Linked DNA regions of Mus musculus: all the other regions are linked to region 1. Evidence: chromatin contacts called from public Hi-C and HiChIP or PLAC-seq data. All regions are on one chromosome and are shown on one strand. Each heading gives the region's core, a stretch centred on a gene start, on an enhancer-like site or on the middle of the called end of the contact. The rest is flanking DNA. Distances are from core to core; before and after follow the strand shown. Region 1 has its middle 320 kb from the start of Gm23892. Region 2 has its middle 130 kb from the start of Gm20125. Region 3 overlaps Gm20125 (predicted gene, 20125). Region 4 overlaps Gm20125 (predicted gene, 20125). Region 5 has its middle 220 kb from the start of Gm20125. Region 6 has its middle 340 kb from the start of Gm20125. Region 7 has its middle 440 kb from the start of Gm20125.

Region 1 (2,622 bases), core at 90-2,589:
TTATTCATATATGTATGTATATGTATATGATTATGTATGTAGGTGCCTGTGGAGACCAGAAGAAGCCTCCTGGAGCTGAAATTACAGAGTCAGTAAATAGCAGCCTTCTATAGCTTCTAGGAACAGAACTCCAGACCTCTAGAAGAGCAGCAGGTGCTCTTAACTGTGAGACCATCTCTCTAGTCCCATAGTGTGAGTTTTTGTGAAACATTTATATCAAACATTTAATCATACTTACTTTATAGGTATAAGCAGGGTCTAAATAGGTTCTCGTTAAACAGTAGGGATTTAAGGAGTTCTTATGAATAATTGAATAATAATGAAACATTTCCCCCCATTTTTAGATGTAATATTATACTAATCCATAGATTTGACATTAAAAAGGTCATAATACATTAAACCACTGCAAGTGAACATATCACACTGAAAACTTTATTGAAATGATTGTTTGTGATTCTTATTGTTCACATCCTGATCCCTGTATTAACTGCCCTCTGCACCCAGACATTTCCTTTGTTTTATGCATGGGAAGGAAGGCCAGGCTGAGCAGCACATATCTGCCTTAATGGACAGAGGAGGAGCCTGCCTACCCTGGTGCCTGGGCACATGAGTGCCTTTTTATCCCCTTTCCTCCTCGGGTCTTAATTAGCATCGGTGATTCAGGCTGGCTACATTTTTCATCCAAGTTTTTCTTTCAAGTTACGAATCAATAACTCGTTAATGAAGCCAGAAGAGAGAGAGAGAGAGAGAGAGAGAGAGAGAGAGAGAGAGAGAGAGAGAACACGAAGCATTCTTAAACGTCTACTACCACTCCCAGAAGCAAACCAACAAGCCTGGAGCTTCAGAGAAATCATTCAGCTAGCAAAACTGTGTGGTTGCTGGGAGGGAGGGTAATTGATTTAGTGAGGAGGATTGTAAGACCTTTAAGTATTCAGTTCAACACATAGTATATCAAATGTTGCTTTCAGTAGTATTAATATTTGCATTATGATTTTCAATTTCATCTTCATGAAATGTCATATAATACAGTCTTAATAAAATGCTTCTAAAGCTACCGTACATCGGAGGAGGCATTAATTCAACTTTCTCTAGATGAAGTTGTTTAGAAAAACATTACGCCTTAGACCTTCCGAAGAAGCTGAGTGGTGGTGGGGGGTGGGGAGGAGGCTGATCGTTAGCATTCATGCAGATACCAGAGAAGGTCATTTGCACTTCTGTGCCAGACCTTTCAAAAATAAAGTAAAAAAAAAAAAAAAAGGTCAGGTCTCAGCTCACAGTTCAGAGAACTGACCACTAGGTGGCAGAAGCGCTCCTTCTGCTAACTCAGCCTCTCCTGGTGTGGGCTGTAATTAGGTCAGTGTAAGTTAAAGTAGGGCTGAGAGATGAATAAAGTAGATTTTCTCCTCTAGAACACACTGCAGTTTAATTTCACTTCTTTCTACAGTGTGCGATGAAGGTGGACTTAACTTTTAAAGGCAAAGAGACAAACCACTGCCAGGATAAATGAGAAGACGCAGAGGGGGCAACTGGCACCACACAGGAGAGGAAATGCTTTCTGGCTGGTTCCTAATTTTCATATCCGGGTTATCGTCAGAAATCATTTTCAGAGGTAAGGTAATGAATGCTTTATGTAAGGAAGAGGTGACTTCTGAAGCCCAAAGGGGTGGGCTTGCTGGTGTTCAAAAATCCATTCCCTTTATTGATGATCCGTGCAATAAAGCTATTTTCTTTGATGATGTTTCATTTATTTATTTATTTATTTATTTATTTATTTATTTATTTATTTATCTAATTTTGTCAGCAGCCAGAAACATGTTAATCTGAGGAAAAGCTCCACACCCCCACACAGACTTCCCTTTCCTGGCGAGTGTGCCAAGGAGGAAGAGCTGCTGAAGGTGAAAGTTGAAACCTCCTGCTCTTGTCTTGGTGGCTCTGGGGAGGACAGAAAGACCTCAGCACATGAATCTAGCTCTAGCATTAAAACTGCAGCAGGCCACCATGGAGTGGTGTCCCCCAAAAGCATCTGGCTGCTGTGTTCACTTACATGAGGAACAGCAGAAAATGTGAACAATCACAGGGAAAATGTATCCTTTACCCAGCCCCAGCCGTTGACCATAGCATTGAATGTGTGCAAGGTCGGCTTCTGTTCTTTGTTTTTGCCTTTAAGAAAATAGGGGAAAATAGGGTTTAAGTTAGACATACGCTAGGTAGAAATGTTTCCTGATTCTAGATTCTCTATAGTTTGAGAGTATCTAGCTGAATGCAGTGTTGTTCCTTTAGATTACAGATTGTGTCACAGGTAGTTCCAAACTCAAAGACAGAGGAAGGGCAGTTGGTGACATAATTAAAAAAAAAAAAAAAAAAGAAAAGAAAAAAGTAAAGAAAAGGCACACACTGTATAATGGTCAATGAGAAGATGAGGTGAGCACAAAGCTGTGTCTCTGACAAACTGAGATTCCCCAGATAATTTCTGGGTTTTCAGATATGATTCTAAGATAATTCCCCAGCATTGCCCAGTTGTTAGTGTCGGTGCTACCCCCAAATTTCTTCTGCCTATTTGTCAGTACCTCATGCCTGTACACGCTGCTATCTGTACTGCATGTGAGATGATGCCTGAATCTG
Region 2 (2,622 bases), core at 39-2,538, 1.9 Mb after region 1:
TAATGTAAGAAAACTTCATTTTAACTGAGTGGCAACCTCAGTTCCCCCTTCCTATCTTAACACTGCACGTTCATATGGTCCAGGGAATAGAAAGAAGACATTGTTCCATTGAGTACAAAGTCCATGAGTATTAAAATTTGAACTAGCTGAATAAAGTCACTCTAAGTCCTAGACTCTTAACACAGAACATAGACTATCTGCAGTGTGTGTGTGTGTGTGTGTGTGTGTGTGTGTGTGTGTGTGTGTGCTCGCTGTTCTTCTTCTTGATCTTTCATTTTATTTTGCCTTTTTGCTGGTACTTGGGATTGATTCCAGGCTATCTCATATGCTAGAAAGCACTTCTCAACTGAATTAAAACCCACTTCTTCTTTAGAATTCTTTTTAATGTTTAAGATTGAGATAAGTTGCCTAGGCAGTTCTTAAACTCACTGTGGCTTTCATGGACCTTGAGCTTGTAGTCCTTCTGCCTCAGCCTCCCAGATAGCTTGGATTATAAATAATGATCACCAGGCAGAGCACTCTGTGTCTTATCTTAAAGAAGCAGCGCTCTGCTCCATTGACGGTTCAGGAAATCTTTCAGTTGTATCAATAATAAATGTTGGAAACAAATAAATTAGGCAAAAAAAAAAAAAAAACCCCAAAAAACCAAAAAGCCACATTGGCAAATATCCTTCACCTACTTCTACAGCTCCTTCAGGTTAGAAATAGAGTTTGGTATTTTGTTTCAGTTTGGGAAATCCTAGCTTACAAAAAGTGCTATAAACTCATGTTCTGAGTTGCATGCGGTAAATACGTGATCCTCAAAACCTTCAATACTACTACACAGTCAGACTCTGACAAATCATCCAAGATACAGTATTCAAAAAGAACAAGGCAGTTGGCAAGTACAGAGGCTGGTAGGAGACTATTTGAAACTATACTAAGCATTTGAACAGCTCTGGATTGATCAGTTCTTCCAGAAGATAACTGTATCTTCTAGGGTAATGAAGAGAATGGCCAACATAGAAACTGATAACTGAACACAACTTTGCCCGCAAGTTAAATACCTCTTCACCTACTGGGCCTACATTTCCACACCTGTGTTTAGAGTAAGCTGAAAACTGAAAATAGTCAGTTACTACAGGCAACTGTTCTCAGCACATAACACATGGTGTATGTGTGTGTGAATGCCCTCTGAGCCAGCGTTATTATGCTGTAAATGATTCCTTCTCCCACCTTAATTGAGAGGCCTACCTTCAATATATCTAGCCTGTGATCTAAAGACTACAGCTATTGCCCCTTGACTTCCCTCTTTATAGACGCTGTAGGTCTGTCAAGACAATATTTCCCCTTTCTGCTATAAATCTAAGAGTTGGAGTTCCACTTGAAAAATAAGTTTATCTAGTGATCATCTGAGGAGGCTGACAAGTATCGAGTCAGAAAACTACTACCCCACTGTAAGTTGCTACCATGGTGGGAACTACTTGGAAGTCGAAGATGCAGCTGTTACTGTCCCATTTCCTGAGAACCTCCCTCAAGAGTACAGCTAGGAAGCCCTTGTGAGGGCTCACGGGGATCAGTGAAGACTGGCCAAATCATTGTTCTACAGGGAATTGAAATTAGGTCCCCAAATGGCTCTGTAGGGGAATATTCAGTTAAAGTAACAGCACACAGTAGATCTATATCCAAGCACACATTTGCCTCATTTGCATATATTGAAATGTGCATATAATATTTAAAAATTAATTTCCTGTTTTTGCCAGGTGCAAAAACTGGCACCATGGTTATGAATTCTGAAATATAAACAGCTAGTAGTACAAACGACTCCTCAAGAAGGTCTTGATTTTACTAAAATGTTTCCAGTGTTTTTAGCTCTCATAATTATATTATATCATGATTATAGAGTAGGAGTATCTAACACACTCATCACTTTATCAGGTTTTACTGAGAATCCATGGGTCTGTTATTATGAATCAGCCAGCTGTCAGGATCTGTTTTGGCTTCAAATGTCAAGGGTTCATCACGACAAGTTCTAACAATGATTATTACAAAGATAATCCAGAATTTAATTTTTTTAAATATAAAATTTGCCTAATTTAAATAACTTTTAAATTAGTATCTTACCCTAGCATGCAATTTTCAGACTTAAAAAGATATACCACAGAGTTTAAGGCCAGGGTGAACTGGTCCATGTGTGTCTGTAACCACATGAGCCAATCCTTCTCATTAGCTAATGATCTAGTAGAGTAAATCAAATTAAATTCAGAGACAAGATACTGAAGAAGCCTAAACAAAGGTTGAGAAACCCAAGGGCTTAAGATTTGAGTACAAAAGCCCCCAAATTAGCTAAGAAAACAATATTTATGAGCTGAAGTGAAGAGATCTAATCTTCAAATAATAATTTAGTACATTAAATTCTAAATGGTTAGCCACATCTAACTCTCTGCCTATTTTCTTGTCTCCACTCGTTTGAAACTCTTCTAATCCAAAGTCTTGACTCATCTTCCAATCTGAGTTTGCCATTTTGGCATCTTACTGTGAGACTCTGTAGATCCTCTCTGAGTTTAAAGAAAGAAATGAAATTCACTTAGTCTAGATGTGAAGAATAAGTTGGTAATATTAACTAAGTCTTTCAGAGCTGAT
Region 3 (2,622 bases), core at 89-2,588, 1.7 Mb after region 1:
CAACAGTAGCTCCAGTGAACTTGAACAAACATTGTAATGTCATCCAATGATTCATTTTTAAAAAGAAACCAGAACTAGATACTGTCAACAGTCTGTGTAGCCCACTCCTGGAATTTGAATACATTAGTTTTGAGAAGTTTTCTACTTTTTTTTCTGTAAAATATCTTTGGTTATGTTGCTGTCTTTATTTTATATTCTGTTGTCTTTATAAGACATGGTGGCAGAAATTGCTGGTTTTGCATAGTGGGGTTTCCTATGGAATACATCCTTTGTGTTTAAAGAGAAAGGAAGAAAGTATCTGTCTCCTAGTAACATGTATTTCCACTCCTCCATTCCTTCCATCGCTCCAGAGCAATTCCTTCTCTTGAACTCCATTTATTGAGAATTGCATTGGTTTGAGCAGGCATCTAATCTCTTTAGAGTGTTAAAGCTTCTATGTCTAGTGTTCCTTCCAGAACAGGCAAAGATCTTACATGCTCTTGACTTCATGATGAACTTGCATGGGTAATTTAGAATACATGTTACCTAGAAAGCATGTTAGATTTAGTTAAATGAACTAAATTTGCCTTAAAGTCCTAAATCCCAAAAGTTTCTACAGAGCTCAGCCTTTCTCTCCATGTCTGCGTTGTGAAAGAGCTGAGCCTGGCTTGACCACTGAGGACTAGAACATGCTATGCTACACAAAGGTCTGTATTCCCAAGGCTGGCATCAGGGTGATGACAGGAGAGCTGCTGATGTACAAAATGACTCTGTTTACCATAGTAATTGGCTCTTCACAGGCTAGAGGAAGCCAGGTCTGAAACACAGCCAAGTAGGGTTTTTCCCCTACTGAGGTCTCAGAAATTCCCAGTAAATATTGAAACAAAAACTAAATGGTCTTGTTACCTTGCACACTGGTGTTTATTTATGGCACATTTGCTATACCTTTATGAAGTTAGCAAGGACCTTTGAAGTATGCTTTTGTCAAATGGCCAGTGTCTTCAAATATTAGAACCCATTGCACGAGTGAGCCCAGACTGACTAAGCAGGCATCTGTCCAAACACTAGAGATCTTTAAGACAAAAGTCATCAGCCATTCCATTTAATATTTTGATTTTGCACACTAATCAGAGCATATGGGAGGAGTCCAGACTAGATAACCTTCCAACTTAGAGATTCCATTGATCCATTTTTCACATATCTTCATCATGCAAGTATTCCAAAAACAAAGAAACAAGAGAAATTCAGAAACTGTTGTGATTTGATGTTTTTCTCTCTGCCCCTCTCCTTTCTCCTCCCCCTCTCTGGCGGCTCCCTCTCCCTCCCTCTCCCTCCCTCTACTCATCCTACTCCCAAATATGGTGCAATAAGAAATTCCTTTACTGAGGCTACAGAGTAGTTAGTCATTGCGAGTCATGTTTTTAAAGGCTCCACTCACTGACGAAAACAAGTGATATGAAATGCTGAAGAAACCTCAGGGGCATTCCAAGCATTTATGGACAAAAAGTCAAGACTTGTGGTATTTTCCTCCAAGATGCATGTGAGCTGAATCAAAGAGACAGAAGAATTTAACCTTCAAACTTTCAAGACAAAAACAAATGCCTCCTGTTGTTGCCAGTCTCTGAGCTTGGTAATACTGAAGAAGCATAAATCTGTGTAAGACCTCATTATCTTATCTAAACCTTTAATGTGGTTTCCAAACAGCCCTTTCTAATCCTGTTTCAGAAGGCCTTTATTCAGGTACTAGCTTAAGCTTCTAAGGGCCCTATTCTGCTTCTGTCACATCTCTGCATAAAAATATCATTAGCTTTCTTTGGCTTAATTAAGTGCCTAATATTAATATGTATAAAACAGCTTTACTAATTTGTAGCTTTATTTTCTGTGATATCCCCATATATTTCTACCGTCTAATGTCTTTAAATCTTGTCACTGAGGACATGAAAGTTTAAGTGTTTGTTGTTATGGATTGTTCTGTGCCTGGAAGAACCTTTAATAGACTACCAGACCTCTACTCCATAGCTGCCAGTAGCACCTCAAAACAAGTAGAATAATATCTGTCAACCCAAACCACATCCAAACATGACATAGTTGTTCCTAAGAAGCAATAAACAACCAACAAGGAGGGTGAGAAGCAAAAGGGTATTATTTACACTTCCAAAGCCTTTAGTATGATATATATATGTGTGTGTGTGTGTATATATATATATATATATATATATGTGTGTGTGTGTGTGTGTGTGTGTGTGTATGTATATATATATGTATATATATGTGTATATATATATTTGTTTATATATGTGTGTGTATATATATATATTGTTACTAGCAGGTGCTTCTCAAATACACCCAACTTTCCGTCCATACCATTTAGTGTCTCACACACATATTTCAGGACATCTAGGGCTTCTTCCACAAAATCTTCCACACCTAACTCTGTACAAATTAGTCATTTATTCTCTTTGGACTTCTAGGATTTACAGGGATCTATGTAGCCATTTCTGTTTGAAATGATCTGATTGGTTACAGAGTCCTAAGAGTTATAAAGCCATGAGCCATAGAATTCACACAATAGGTTCAGACCTTGCCCTGTGCATCAGGACCAGAGTTCTGAGCAACATTAAGTGCCCAATCCAACTCACAACT
Region 4 (2,622 bases), core at 47-2,546, 1.7 Mb after region 1:
TAATCATTTATATTATTTTCCTATTATAGCCGTCATGAATGATAGCAACATTTGCAATTATCTTTACTAGGTGACATATCCCTATACAACAATGATTTTAGACATTAAAATTTGTGGCTGTAATGATTCTCCACTTTTCTTGCTTCTCTCAGTGTATCTAGTTATACCATAATTTACAATTACAATACTTTTAGGTCCTCATTCTTGTTTCTATTTTGATTGTGTGTGTGTGTGTGTGTGTGTGTGTGTGTGTGTGTGTGTGTGTGTAGATAGATAGGTAGATAGATAGATAGATAGATAGATAGATAGATAGATAGATAGATAGATGGATTCTAATTCATATTGTAGATGGTATTCCTTCTTCAAAGTCTTATTTAGCAAGCATGGTTTTCAGAATTTAGATATTAAACCCCAGTGTGTGTGTGTGTGTTCAGATATTATATATTTCATTCAAATGGAAAAAAAACATATTTGTTAATCTTAAGCCATGAAAACAATGTCTAGCCTTGTCTTTTTTTCTTTGATAATTGGGATTTATTTTATGTGGTTTTGCTGTGTGTGTCTACTGACCTCTCATCGTATTTCATGAAAAGTTGAAGTTGAAATCCTTCCCAGAAAGTGGTAAATGTCTTTAACTGGAGACAAAAGAAGGAAGCATTTGGGAATGCAGAAGAACTTGTGTACTCAAGGCTGTGGAAACAGGAACAGGATGGACAACAGGCAAGGTATTAAAAATGCATGTCATTATAAGGAAGTCTGAACAAAATTATTTGACATTCTCTTCTACAACCCTTGTGTTTTTAAGATTCTGCTAACTTAGAAGATCTAAAAATATAAGCCAAAGAACAAAGAGGAAACTTAGAATTATATACTCAAAAATCAGACAGAAGAAAATCATATGACTGCCTTGCAAAGGATATGTTATTGTCTTATTATTTTTTTAATGTCAATTTCCTTGCATACTGAATCAACTGACTAGCATCTGTTGTAGAAATATCATAGAGATATTACAAACAAAAGTACAGACTCAGGCAGATACTGTTAATCTCTAGGTTTTCTCTCACTCCGTTTGCTTTGTGTCTTTCATTTCCTTTAAATTTAGAAATTAAGACCCGTCTTTGCAATTATTAAATGATTAAAATAATTTTTATTCTTTTATATCAGCACTATATAACAGGCATGAATATACAAGAAATTTTGAGTACTTATCACAAAACAAAACACAGTCCTCCCTCTCCTGAGTCACCTTGTACTTGAGCTGACAGATTGAGTCACAGTGAGACATGATGCTTTATGGTTTTGTTGGCCAGACTTCCATCTGCATGACTGTTTGTGGTATAAGAATATCCCTGCCTTGGCCACTGTTCTTTTCAGCACAGCTTTACTTGTTCAGTGCCCTTTAGTTAACCTTGAGACAAAACACAAAAAGTCAGTCTCAGGCATTTTGCCTTTTACCAAATAAAACTCCATTAAATATGTGCATGCTTGTGTGTGTGTGTGTGTGTGTGTGTGTGTGTGTGTGTGTACAACTGGAATAGCCGAGGAGTATTGCCAAAAGGAAAAGTCACAAGTTTGAACAGCAAGTGTCTTTGACTTATTGCTGTGATTATTCTAATTGCTCATCTACTTGGTGGGAGGCTGCAGGAAGCTGTTTTGAAGTAATCAAGCTGAGATGGGCCCTTCTATTTATAATAGTTCTGAAAATTCTTATCCCCCTAAAGACTTAATTGCATTTTTCTTTAAAAAATAGATTCACTGTTGTTTCTTCTTGCCATTTTTGTTGCTTAAATTCAATAATAAATATTTGATAGTTTCTTAGTTATTATACAAATAAGCATAAATTATCTTTCATTTGGTAGATTAAACAAAAAGCACTCAACATCCATTAAGAAATCTGAAGTGCAATAGAAACCCTCTATAATATATCAATACTCTGTAAGCAATCTCTAGAAGAGAACAGTTAGATGCATATCACCCATGTGAATACATTTCTTTCTTGAGAAAAGACAGTTGTGTTTTTTTCCAGCTTTAGATCAATATTGCATCAGTATTCTATTGTCATGATTGGTATTATTAGATGACAGAAAAGTACAGAATCAGCAGGAATTAGCACCTTGTTGCTACTTAACCCTATGTTGAGAACCTCTTTGTTCCCCAGTGTTGTGATTTGCTCAAGGCAACTGCTAGATCTCTCAAGCACACACAAAAAACCAGCACTTCTGCCACTTCTTAACTTTTTATCTGGGGATTTTCCAGCCAGAGTCTAGCATTCTGTTTCAGTTGGCTACTAATAGTTATTTTAGAATTTTTGTGGAAATTAAATAACTAAAATCCCTAATAACCATCCATAAAATAGACACTAAAATTTACAGTGATTTTACTTTTGCTCAAATTCTACACAGAAAGTACATCTTAAATTTGTCTAAAAAGCATGTTTGGACTATGGGACTCTCTTCTCTGCCTCCCATCTACCCTCTGTCTTTAACTCTTCTCTAGCTATGCAGGTATTAACAAAGCCAATGATATGAACTCATTTTATGAAATGTTTCTATGCAAACATGTAGCTAAGTTCCTAAGATAATATCATAGAACATGAAACCCTGGAACCTGGAGTATCCTAAG
Region 5 (2,622 bases), core at 84-2,583, 1.6 Mb after region 1:
TTTTGTTGATCTATCATGTAAAAGCTATTGTATATAACTTATAAAATCAATATGCAATTACATGTATTTTGCAATCAAATTTTCTAAGAAATTGTCAGATTGCTTCAGAAAGGAAGGACACCCAATAGAGTTCTAAAGAATGGCTTGATTGCTTATAAAACCAGTACCTGCTTTTATAGCTCCACTTGTAGGTTGCAGTTTATTATACAAAGATATGATGATCTCAAGAGTTTGGATTCTCATATATAAAATTCATACATACAATCAAGATAATTTCTATGTTCAGTCAGAACAATGATATTTATTTACTTTATTAAGAGCATTAACTATAAAGTACAATAGATTCAGAAAAGGATAGAGAAAATGTAGTATAGTTGTAAAAAAATATATTAATTCAAGGAATTTTAGTTGAAATGCCTGTTCTTTCAATGTATTCTTTGTAGGAGACATGTGGCCAAAAAGCAGATAATGGCTCAGTGTGAGACTGAAACATTTAACACCTCCTAGCTTCATCTTGCTGTGAAACCAGTGTAGCCTAAGTCTTTTCATGAACTGTTTGAAACTACACATATGTACAGAGCTAATGTCATTGCAGTTTCAAATCTAGATTATGAAAAGCGACAACTTTATGTTTCAAGGGACTTTTAATCACAAAATTATCTGCCTATGTCATTATATGGTGGTCCTTTAAGATATTCAAAATTACTCTATTTAAAATATACATACACAGTTAATCACATTTTCAAAATATTATATTATTGACTATTGATATTATCTTCAATTTTTTAAAAAAGTCTTTTAAATACAAGAAAGTACAAAATGACTGAACTCTGTGAATACTTCCTATCAGAAATATTTCCAGGGAAACCTTGTAAACTTTCATTCCCATTGGGTTTTGATCTGTTGTATTTGAAAATAAGTCATCCTGAAGGCTACAGACTAAGAACAAACACAAAGGACGCAACAGAAATGCTTACACATTCCCAAAAAAGACTTTTCCAGTTGAAATTGACAGTGGCATCATCATGATTCAGGATTGGGAAATAAAACTCACAGGAAAGTTGTTAAGGATGCTGAAGTTGAGCATGCAACCTTATTCCTAATGGCAAAGTGAAAGACAACTTGGGCTACTTTTGACAAACACATCATTTCAATGATTCAAAGCTGAAAATATTCAGGATGAAATACCCATGGAAAGTTCACATAACTAAAAAAGAATCCAAATGTGGGGATATTTGCATCGCTAAAATTTCATTCAGTTTGTAACTAGGGTTGGGAATAGAATGCAGAATGTTAAACTGGACATCCAGACGTCATTGCTAACCACAGACTTGCATTCTTCTGCTATTTATACCCTTTGTTTACTTTTTGCATTTCCTCAGCTGGGATGGGGACTTTCTGCTTCAAGTCAATTTCACTCTTATTTTTGGCACAAAGAGTACATTTTCCCAGTACTTCTGGAAAATGTTACATCTAACAAATTCTTTGCAAAGAAATGATGGAAACAATTCTACTGAGATTTAATAAATTCCGTGATACCTGTTACCATTGACCCAAGGGATGCTTGCTCTTAAAAATATGTTTCAATTTCCACTAAAATGTCAGGAGTAATAAACAATCCTCTGCCTCTCTCACCCCAGGTCCAATGTGACCAATATGACCATCCAACTATAGTATCCCAGTCTCCCACCCCTGTCCAATGTGACCATCCAACTATAGTATCCCAGTCTTTACAATATACATGATCTTCATGATTAGCCTGGCAACAGCTCATCTATACTCCTGCTTCCCCTTAGTTTTCTGAATGATTTATTGAGAAATTCTGTCAATATTCTAACCAGAAGAACGTAATTCTGGCCCCCAATGATTGCAATTAACTCCAGTCTTCTGTCAGCCGTAATTTTCGTTTAGTGTTTAATTATATCTATTTTGTTTAATCCCAATTTTGAAAATTGTTAGTCTACAATTACTTTTCAAAAACCACCAAAATGTATGATACCTTGCTTATAAAAGTTATAGTGCTTTTGGATTAAGCACTGTCCATTAAAGGAGAGTCTAAGAATTAATTTCCAGATCAATATTCCTCCAACACCTTTATTAATTATGTTTGCAAAAAGAAGTGGCCCAATTAAAATTCTAGTGTTTGCTGTGAGGAGATGAACTAGTATTCTTATCATCAATGACCCATCCAGGACATTTTTATTTCTGTGGAGCTCAAGTTTTTAAAATTTCCATACCAGATAGCCAAATTTAAAAAAAAAAAAATAGAAGTTATAAATACAGCTTAAAGAGGAAGGAAAAGCTACTTCCTTCCTTTCAGTTTGGCCTTGAACATATTACAGCAGATTATTCTGCCTCCTCTATAGAAAGGCTTCTGTGGTTTAAAAAAGAAGCAAAAAAGAAAAGAAAAGAAAGGAAGACAGACAGACAGAAAAGACCCACACCTTTCCCTAAACTGCACTGAGCACATTGTTCACCAGTATCTCCAATAAACAATTTATACCTCAAAAAAGTAGTTTTTCCATAGTTTCTCCTCTTAGTAGAAAAGTTAAAATCATCTTATATCCTACAAACATTATGACTGACAAGGTTTGTGTCTTTATAATGAAAAATGCCTGGGAC
Region 6 (2,622 bases), core at 34-2,533, 1.5 Mb after region 1:
GTTTTAATGTCAATGAGTTCAAGGCTATCCAAACAGGTTGAGTGTACTTTGATGTACTTGTTCTCTTTGTAGTTGAATTTGTGCAGGTGTTAAGTAAGAATCTATTTGGATTCTTTTACATGCAGCTATCTCGTTTGACCATCACCATGTGCTGAAGATGTATTCCTCCAGAAGGTGCTTCTGGCTTTGTTATCAGAATCAGGTGTCTGTAGGTATGGACACCTGACTGGGCCTTTAATTTGATTCCATTTGCAACACACTAAATTCCATTGAAAAGCACATGAACCTCAGTTTTAAATTTTATTCAAAATTCTTGGAGTTAATGCTAATCATATTTAAATTTTTGTTTAACAATTGGTAGGTTTTTTTTTACTAACAATTGAGTTTTATGTAATATTATTTGGATTCCTTTACCTTTCTCTATCTATCTGTATCTCTCTGTGTATTTACTTGCATATGTGTGTGTGTGTGTGTGTGTATACATACATATGTGTGTATATATATATACATTTATATGTAACATATATTATCTACATTCATATATAGATATGCAATATATTGACATAAATAGACACATACATTTATATTGGTTCCTTCATGTATATACTTGTATTTAACCTCTATGCATATATATATCATAGTATAGATTCATATATATATATATGTGTGTGTGTACATATATATATGCATATATATTGTATATGACTTTCTGTTTGTACCTGTGAGCATCTTTATATGTACTATGTCTTCAGTATAAATGATTTTTAACTGGTAGTATAAATGCTCCATTTTTCTTTGAATATTCTGAGTTATTTATTTTACCCATAAACTTTAAGGTCAATTTATTAACATCCATTGATAAATACCTGCTGAAAATGTTACAGTTTAAAAAACTGCATTAAATACAGACACTAGTATAAGAAAAAGAGAGATCTCTAAATGTGTTTTCCTTTTCACTTAATAAGGATGATTTATTTTCAATTCTCCTTGCAGATGGTTTTGTATTTCTGTAAAACTATTCTCAAGAAGCATGACATTTTGAAATTTTTATTATTGTTATTTTTATTTTATTCCTATTATTGTTACTGGTACTAATGTTCTGCATTTATATATTGATTTGATCAAGATCTATAATTAGCTCTGAAAGTTTCATGCAAAGCTAGGGTTTTTTTTTTTTTTTCAGATAATCACTTTTCAGTGAATGATGGCAATTTTAGAGCATGTTTTCCTATATTAAGATCAGACTGTGTTGTAGTTCATTCAAGCGTTACAGGTCATGCTATGTGCACTGCTCTTATGATAGTCATAGCTGCAGTAAGTAATGTGAATTTATTTTCTACTTTCTTTGTGTGCTACATTTCTTGCTGTTTTATAGTGACTGGTTAGACCAATCCATAGATGATGGCCACATTTTAGTCCACATATTAAATACTTTCTGAGATTCCTAAATGTCTTGCTACATCATTTTAACCAAATTTCTTTATTTAGAGCTAGAGTGATGGTTCAGATATTAAGATCTCTTACTGATCTTACAGAAAACTGAGATCTGTTTCCAAATATCTACATGGTAACTTATGACTGCTTTTTCTATATCTAATTCAAAGTGATCCAATGCCCTTCTTTGAACTCCATGGACTCCTACATGCATATGGTGTGTGTGCATACACTTCAGCACATACATATGCCCTTTTATAAAAGATTTTATTTGGTTAAAAGAATTTCCAACTTTTCTCTTTTTCTGCCTTTCTGCATAAAGTTAAAATATTAATATTAATTTTTAGTACTAAACTTCTTTTAAATTTCTTAAGCTAACATTATGTTCTCACTTTTAATCTATAGTAAATCAGTTACCACACATGCACATGTGTGTGTGCATTGATTTCATTGTGTAGCTTAATAGGTTACACCAAATATTTTAATATATTGTCTTTATTGCTTTATTAGACAGTGAACACTTAAGTTTCTTATTGTTCTTGCCTCCTGTGAACAGTCCTGCAGTGAAGATTGGAATGCAGATGTCTTTGTTATGAAGTGATTTCATTTTCTTTATACATTTACCCATTGTTCCTGTTTCTGAGTTGGTTGGCAATTCTGGTTTTTAGTTCTGATGGTTCTCCATCTTATTTTCAATACTGGAGACAATAATGTATGTCCCAATCAATGGTACACATTGTTCCCTTTAGTCAAAAAAAACTTTAGTATATTCAGTAATTGTTACTCACAACATGGTATTGAGTTGTTGTGTTAGGGTTTTGGTCTTTCTGCCCTACTGGTTAATGATCATGAGCACTTTACCCACATACTTGTTGATCCTCTAAGTTGTCATAAGCATCATGATTGTCATTATTGTTTTTATTGTCATTATTGATAATTTGCTTTGTGATCTTTTAGTTCTTTCTATATAACAGACATCAATATTTTGTCAAGCACAGATTTTGAAAATGTTCTTTCCAATTCCATTGCTGGCAATCCATCCTGTTGCCTAGTTCCTGTGCTGTGTACAAGTCTTAATGTAACCTCAGTTGTCCATTATTAATTTCATGGCCTGTGACTTTTGTATTCTTCCCTCAAATTTCTTGCCTAGACCATTGTCTGAATTTATTGTTAACACTTATAAAATTT
Region 7 (2,622 bases), core at 69-2,568, 1.4 Mb after region 1:
ACATTGCCAAGAGATATTTTACTTTATTCTTAAAACAGAGAAACAAGAATAGACAGAACTGAATGGATACATAAGCAAAAATATAGCATAATCATATCATCATCATCATTGTTATTTAATCTTTTTCTATACAGTCCAATCATTATCCCCCTCCTGATCTGCCTTTCGACAGTTTCTCATCCCATTCCTCTTCCCCTGTCTCCCAAAGGATGTCCCTACCTCTTCCCTTCACCAGACTTCCTAATTCCCTGAGGCCTCAAGTCTCTTGAGGGATAGGAGCATCTTCTCTCACTGAGACCAGACCAGGCAGTCCTTTGCTTTATATGTTTCATGGGCTTCATGTCAGCTGGAGTATGCTGCCTGGTTGATGGCTCAGTATCTGAGAGATCTTGAGAGTCCAGGTTAGTTGAGAATGCTGGTGTTCAGATGGGGTCACTCTCCTCCTCAGATTTTTCCAGCTTTTCTCTAATTCAACCACAGGGGTTCCCGACTTCTGTCCATTGGTTGGGTATAAGTATCTGCATCTGACTTTCAGCTGCTTATTGGGCCTCTCGGAGGGCAGCCATGCTAGACTCCTGTCTGTAAGCACACCATAGCATCAGTAATAGTGTCAGGTGTTAGAGCCTCCCCTTGTGCTGGGTCCATCTCTATATCTACAATAGCTACTTGTGAGGTTGTAAAGGATACAGTGAATCTCAATAGAACTACCAGTCCATATGATCAAATTAACTTAATTATATTCTCTACCAACCTCCCATCTCTCATATACACATGAGGATGTCAGAGAAAAAGGAACAGTAGTCTACCAACTAGGTCTTCAAACTCAGATCATCAAGCTTGATGTTCAGTACTTAAACCCACTGAACAATCTCACAAATACTGCAATTCCTTTTTTTAAGAAGAATTACTTCATTGTGTGTCAAGATCAAGTGTAGCATGATACATATTGCTCAGTGCACCTGGCAAGGTATGCACACACACACACACACACACACACACACACACACACACACACGTTAGAGTCAACAGAACAACCTGAAGAAGTCTGCTCTCTTTCTAACATGATAACTCAGGGTCAGCAGGCTTGGCCGCAAGCTCCCATACCTGTTGAGTCATCTCACGTTCCTCTATTTAACTTTTCTGGAAAATTTCATTCCAAACAAGTATCTGTTAATTCTTAAACTCATGTGGAGCTTTCAGCAACATTAACAGTTTTCTACATGTAAAACGCCATTATGTAACAAACATAAACAAACAGGAACTCTCCACAAATGCTTCTAGAAAGAGGAAGTGAAAGAGATCCTTCCTACTGCATTCTGTGAGCTTAGCATTTTCCTAACATCCGATTCAGAGACAGATGATCAAGAAAGGAAACCACAGACCCACAGTTCATATGAAGATAGGAAAAATTAAACTAATGAAATTGTAAGTCAAATTTTGTCACCAGAAACTTCCAGCCATGGATTAGCAAATAAAAAATCTCAAAACGTACAATAAGAATTCTGCAGCACTGTACAGATAGAACCATTTAAGTATACACATTGGCACAACATTTGAAAATCTAGCATTTCTATATCAACAGACTGAATAAAGTAAAACTATGATCACACTAACTGATACAAAAATGCCTTTGACAATACCCAGTGCACATTTACTATGAAAAATCATTAGCACACCAGGTGTAGTGAAGACATCTTTAAATAGGGCAAGAAAAAGAATTTAAAAAACCTATAACAATCACTGATCCCACCCTTGACACTCAGTAATGAAGCAAAAACCTTGCCAGTTCCCTGATCACATCCAATTGAATTGTCAAGCTCAAGAGAGGTACTACCATACCACAAGGAGAAATGATAAAATCAAGCTAAATAGACCTCTAATCCCAGCACTTCAAAGGTGGAAACAGAAGAGTCATGATTTCAACATAAATCTCCAGTTCACAGCATGTTTCAGGGAAGTCTGGACTCTATAAAGCCTGTCTCTAACAAAATAAAATGTTTAAAATGTGTGAAGATGAAAATATTTAAAGAATTTAAAGGGGTTGTTTGTGGCAACATGCGACGGTAACCACTGAACTCTGGAGGCTGTGCTGGAATAATTAGAAGTTTTCCTGAAACTCCAGACATATAGAGAATTATTGGACTCCTGAGCTATGTAAAATGCATGGGCACAGGAGAGCAACCATATTCTCAGGGGTACGACTCATGTTGATGTGGACAATTCTAACTCAAACCATTGGATCACAAAAACAAAAAGGAAAAAAGATAAACAAAAAAACCAAGGAAGTAGAAGTGAAATTTAGGAAGAAGAGATTTGCCAGCAGAGGATGTTAGATAAGAGATAATATAGAGATCTTGGGTCCCGGATCCCTCAGAGACTAGTCTGCACAGAAAAGAGTACAGAATACAGAAGCTACACAACTTCTGGGACAGGTAGAAGAAACACAGCTTCTGGGACAGACCCTGTTCCAGGCCTTCATCTTCAGCCAGGAGGCAGGTCCTAACACCAGATATCTGTGCACCTTCCCTGCAAGAGGAGAGCTTGCCTGCAGACAGTACTCTGACCACTGAAACTCAGGAGAGAGCTAGACTGCCAGGTTTGCTGATAGAGGGAACAGAATCA

What was found. HiChIP or PLAC-seq counts read pairs in DNA pulled down with a chosen protein or histone mark. Hi-C and Micro-C count contacts between places; a contact is called where the count stands out from the background.
Region 2: a contact with region 1 is called in an SMC1A HiChIP or PLAC-seq map of large pre-B cells, with 15 times the contacts expected there. The contact joins two enhancer-like sites. A contact is called at or near these places in 1 of 15 datasets of contacts at CTCF or cohesin (large pre-B cells), 3 of 115 datasets of contacts at active chromatin or transcription factors (acute myeloid leukemia, differentiating embryonic stem cells and embryonic stem cells) and 2 of 9 other capture datasets (embryonic tail and embryonic trunk).
Region 3: a contact with region 1 is called in an H3K27ac HiChIP or PLAC-seq map of the NIH/3T3 cell line, with 34 times the contacts expected there. The contact joins two enhancer-like sites. A contact is called at or near these places in 4 of 484 Hi-C or Micro-C datasets (the N1E-115 cell line, adipose-derived mesenchymal stem cells, tail fibroblasts and 1 more) and 2 of 115 datasets of contacts at active chromatin or transcription factors (the NIH/3T3 cell line and embryonic fibroblasts).
Region 4: a contact with region 1 is called in a Hi-C map of cerebellar granule neurons, with 5 times the contacts expected there. The contact joins two enhancer-like sites. A contact is called at or near these places in 1 of 15 datasets of contacts at CTCF or cohesin (pro-B cells), 9 of 484 Hi-C or Micro-C datasets (adipose-derived mesenchymal stem cells, cerebellar granule neurons, cerebellum and 4 more) and 2 of 115 datasets of contacts at active chromatin or transcription factors (cardiomyocytes and large pre-B cells).
Region 5: a contact with region 1 is called in an H3K27ac HiChIP or PLAC-seq map of the NIH/3T3 cell line, with 36 times the contacts expected there. The contact joins two enhancer-like sites. A contact is called at or near these places in 5 of 484 Hi-C or Micro-C datasets (adipose-derived mesenchymal stem cells, embryonic fibroblasts, tail fibroblasts and 2 more) and 3 of 115 datasets of contacts at active chromatin or transcription factors (the NIH/3T3 cell line, acute myeloid leukemia and embryonic fibroblasts).
Region 6: a contact with region 1 is called in an H3K27ac HiChIP or PLAC-seq map of acute myeloid leukemia, with 6 times the contacts expected there. The contact joins two enhancer-like sites. A contact is called at or near these places in 1 of 15 datasets of contacts at CTCF or cohesin (large pre-B cells) and 1 of 115 datasets of contacts at active chromatin or transcription factors (acute myeloid leukemia).
Region 7: a contact with region 1 is called in a Hi-C map of bone marrow-derived macrophages, with 8 read pairs. The contact joins two enhancer-like sites. A contact is called at or near these places in 1 of 484 Hi-C or Micro-C datasets (bone marrow-derived macrophages) and 1 of 115 datasets of contacts at active chromatin or transcription factors (acute myeloid leukemia).

Annotation. Positions count from the first base shown.
Region 1 is chr10:15,298,957-15,301,578 of GRCm38.p6, forward strand. No RefSeq gene overlaps it. Among named protein-coding and RNA genes, the nearest start is that of Gm23892, 320 kb to the left of the region's middle. Within about 2 kb of position 1,340, at least 70 of the 459 cell types and tissues checked have an H3K27ac peak or open chromatin away from gene starts, as enhancers often do. A contact at or near this core is called in the NIH/3T3 cell line, bone marrow-derived macrophages, cerebellar granule neurons and 4 more, where this site is marked.
Region 2 is chr10:17,221,958-17,224,579 of GRCm38.p6, forward strand. No RefSeq gene overlaps it. Among named protein-coding and RNA genes, the nearest start is that of Gm20125, 130 kb to the left of the region's middle. Within about 2 kb of position 1,289, at least 8 of the 459 cell types and tissues checked have an H3K27ac peak or open chromatin away from gene starts, as enhancers often do.
Region 3 is chr10:17,011,268-17,013,889 of GRCm38.p6, forward strand. The region is part of intron 1 of Gm20125 (predicted gene, 20125); the gene reads right to left. Among named protein-coding and RNA genes, the nearest start is that of Gm20125, 83 kb to the right of the region's middle. Within about 2 kb of position 1,339, at least 75 of the 459 cell types and tissues checked have an H3K27ac peak or open chromatin away from gene starts, as enhancers often do. A contact at or near this core is called in the NIH/3T3 cell line, embryonic fibroblasts and tail fibroblasts, where this site is marked.
Region 4 is chr10:16,989,050-16,991,671 of GRCm38.p6, forward strand. Gm20125 (predicted gene, 20125) reads right to left here. Exons shown (of 9, transcript NR_038020.1): 2 at 1,247-1,408; 3 at 571-690. Among named protein-coding and RNA genes, the nearest start is that of Gm20125, 110 kb to the right of the region's middle. Within about 2 kb of position 1,297, at least 35 of the 459 cell types and tissues checked have an H3K27ac peak or open chromatin away from gene starts, as enhancers often do. A contact at or near this core is called in cerebellar granule neurons, cerebellum and granulosa cells, where this site is marked.
Region 5 is chr10:16,872,983-16,875,604 of GRCm38.p6, forward strand. No RefSeq gene overlaps it. Among named protein-coding and RNA genes, the nearest start is that of Gm20125, 220 kb to the right of the region's middle. Within about 2 kb of position 1,334, at least 22 of the 459 cell types and tissues checked have an H3K27ac peak or open chromatin away from gene starts, as enhancers often do. A contact at or near this core is called in the NIH/3T3 cell line and tail fibroblasts, where this site is marked.
Region 6 is chr10:16,759,403-16,762,024 of GRCm38.p6, forward strand. No RefSeq gene overlaps it. Among named protein-coding and RNA genes, the nearest start is that of Gm20125, 340 kb to the right of the region's middle. Within about 2 kb of position 1,284, at least 2 of the 459 cell types and tissues checked have an H3K27ac peak or open chromatin away from gene starts, as enhancers often do.
Region 7 is chr10:16,651,338-16,653,959 of GRCm38.p6, forward strand. No RefSeq gene overlaps it. Among named protein-coding and RNA genes, the nearest start is that of Gm20125, 440 kb to the right of the region's middle. Within about 2 kb of position 1,319, at least 39 of the 459 cell types and tissues checked have an H3K27ac peak or open chromatin away from gene starts, as enhancers often do. A contact at or near this core is called in bone marrow-derived macrophages, where this site is marked.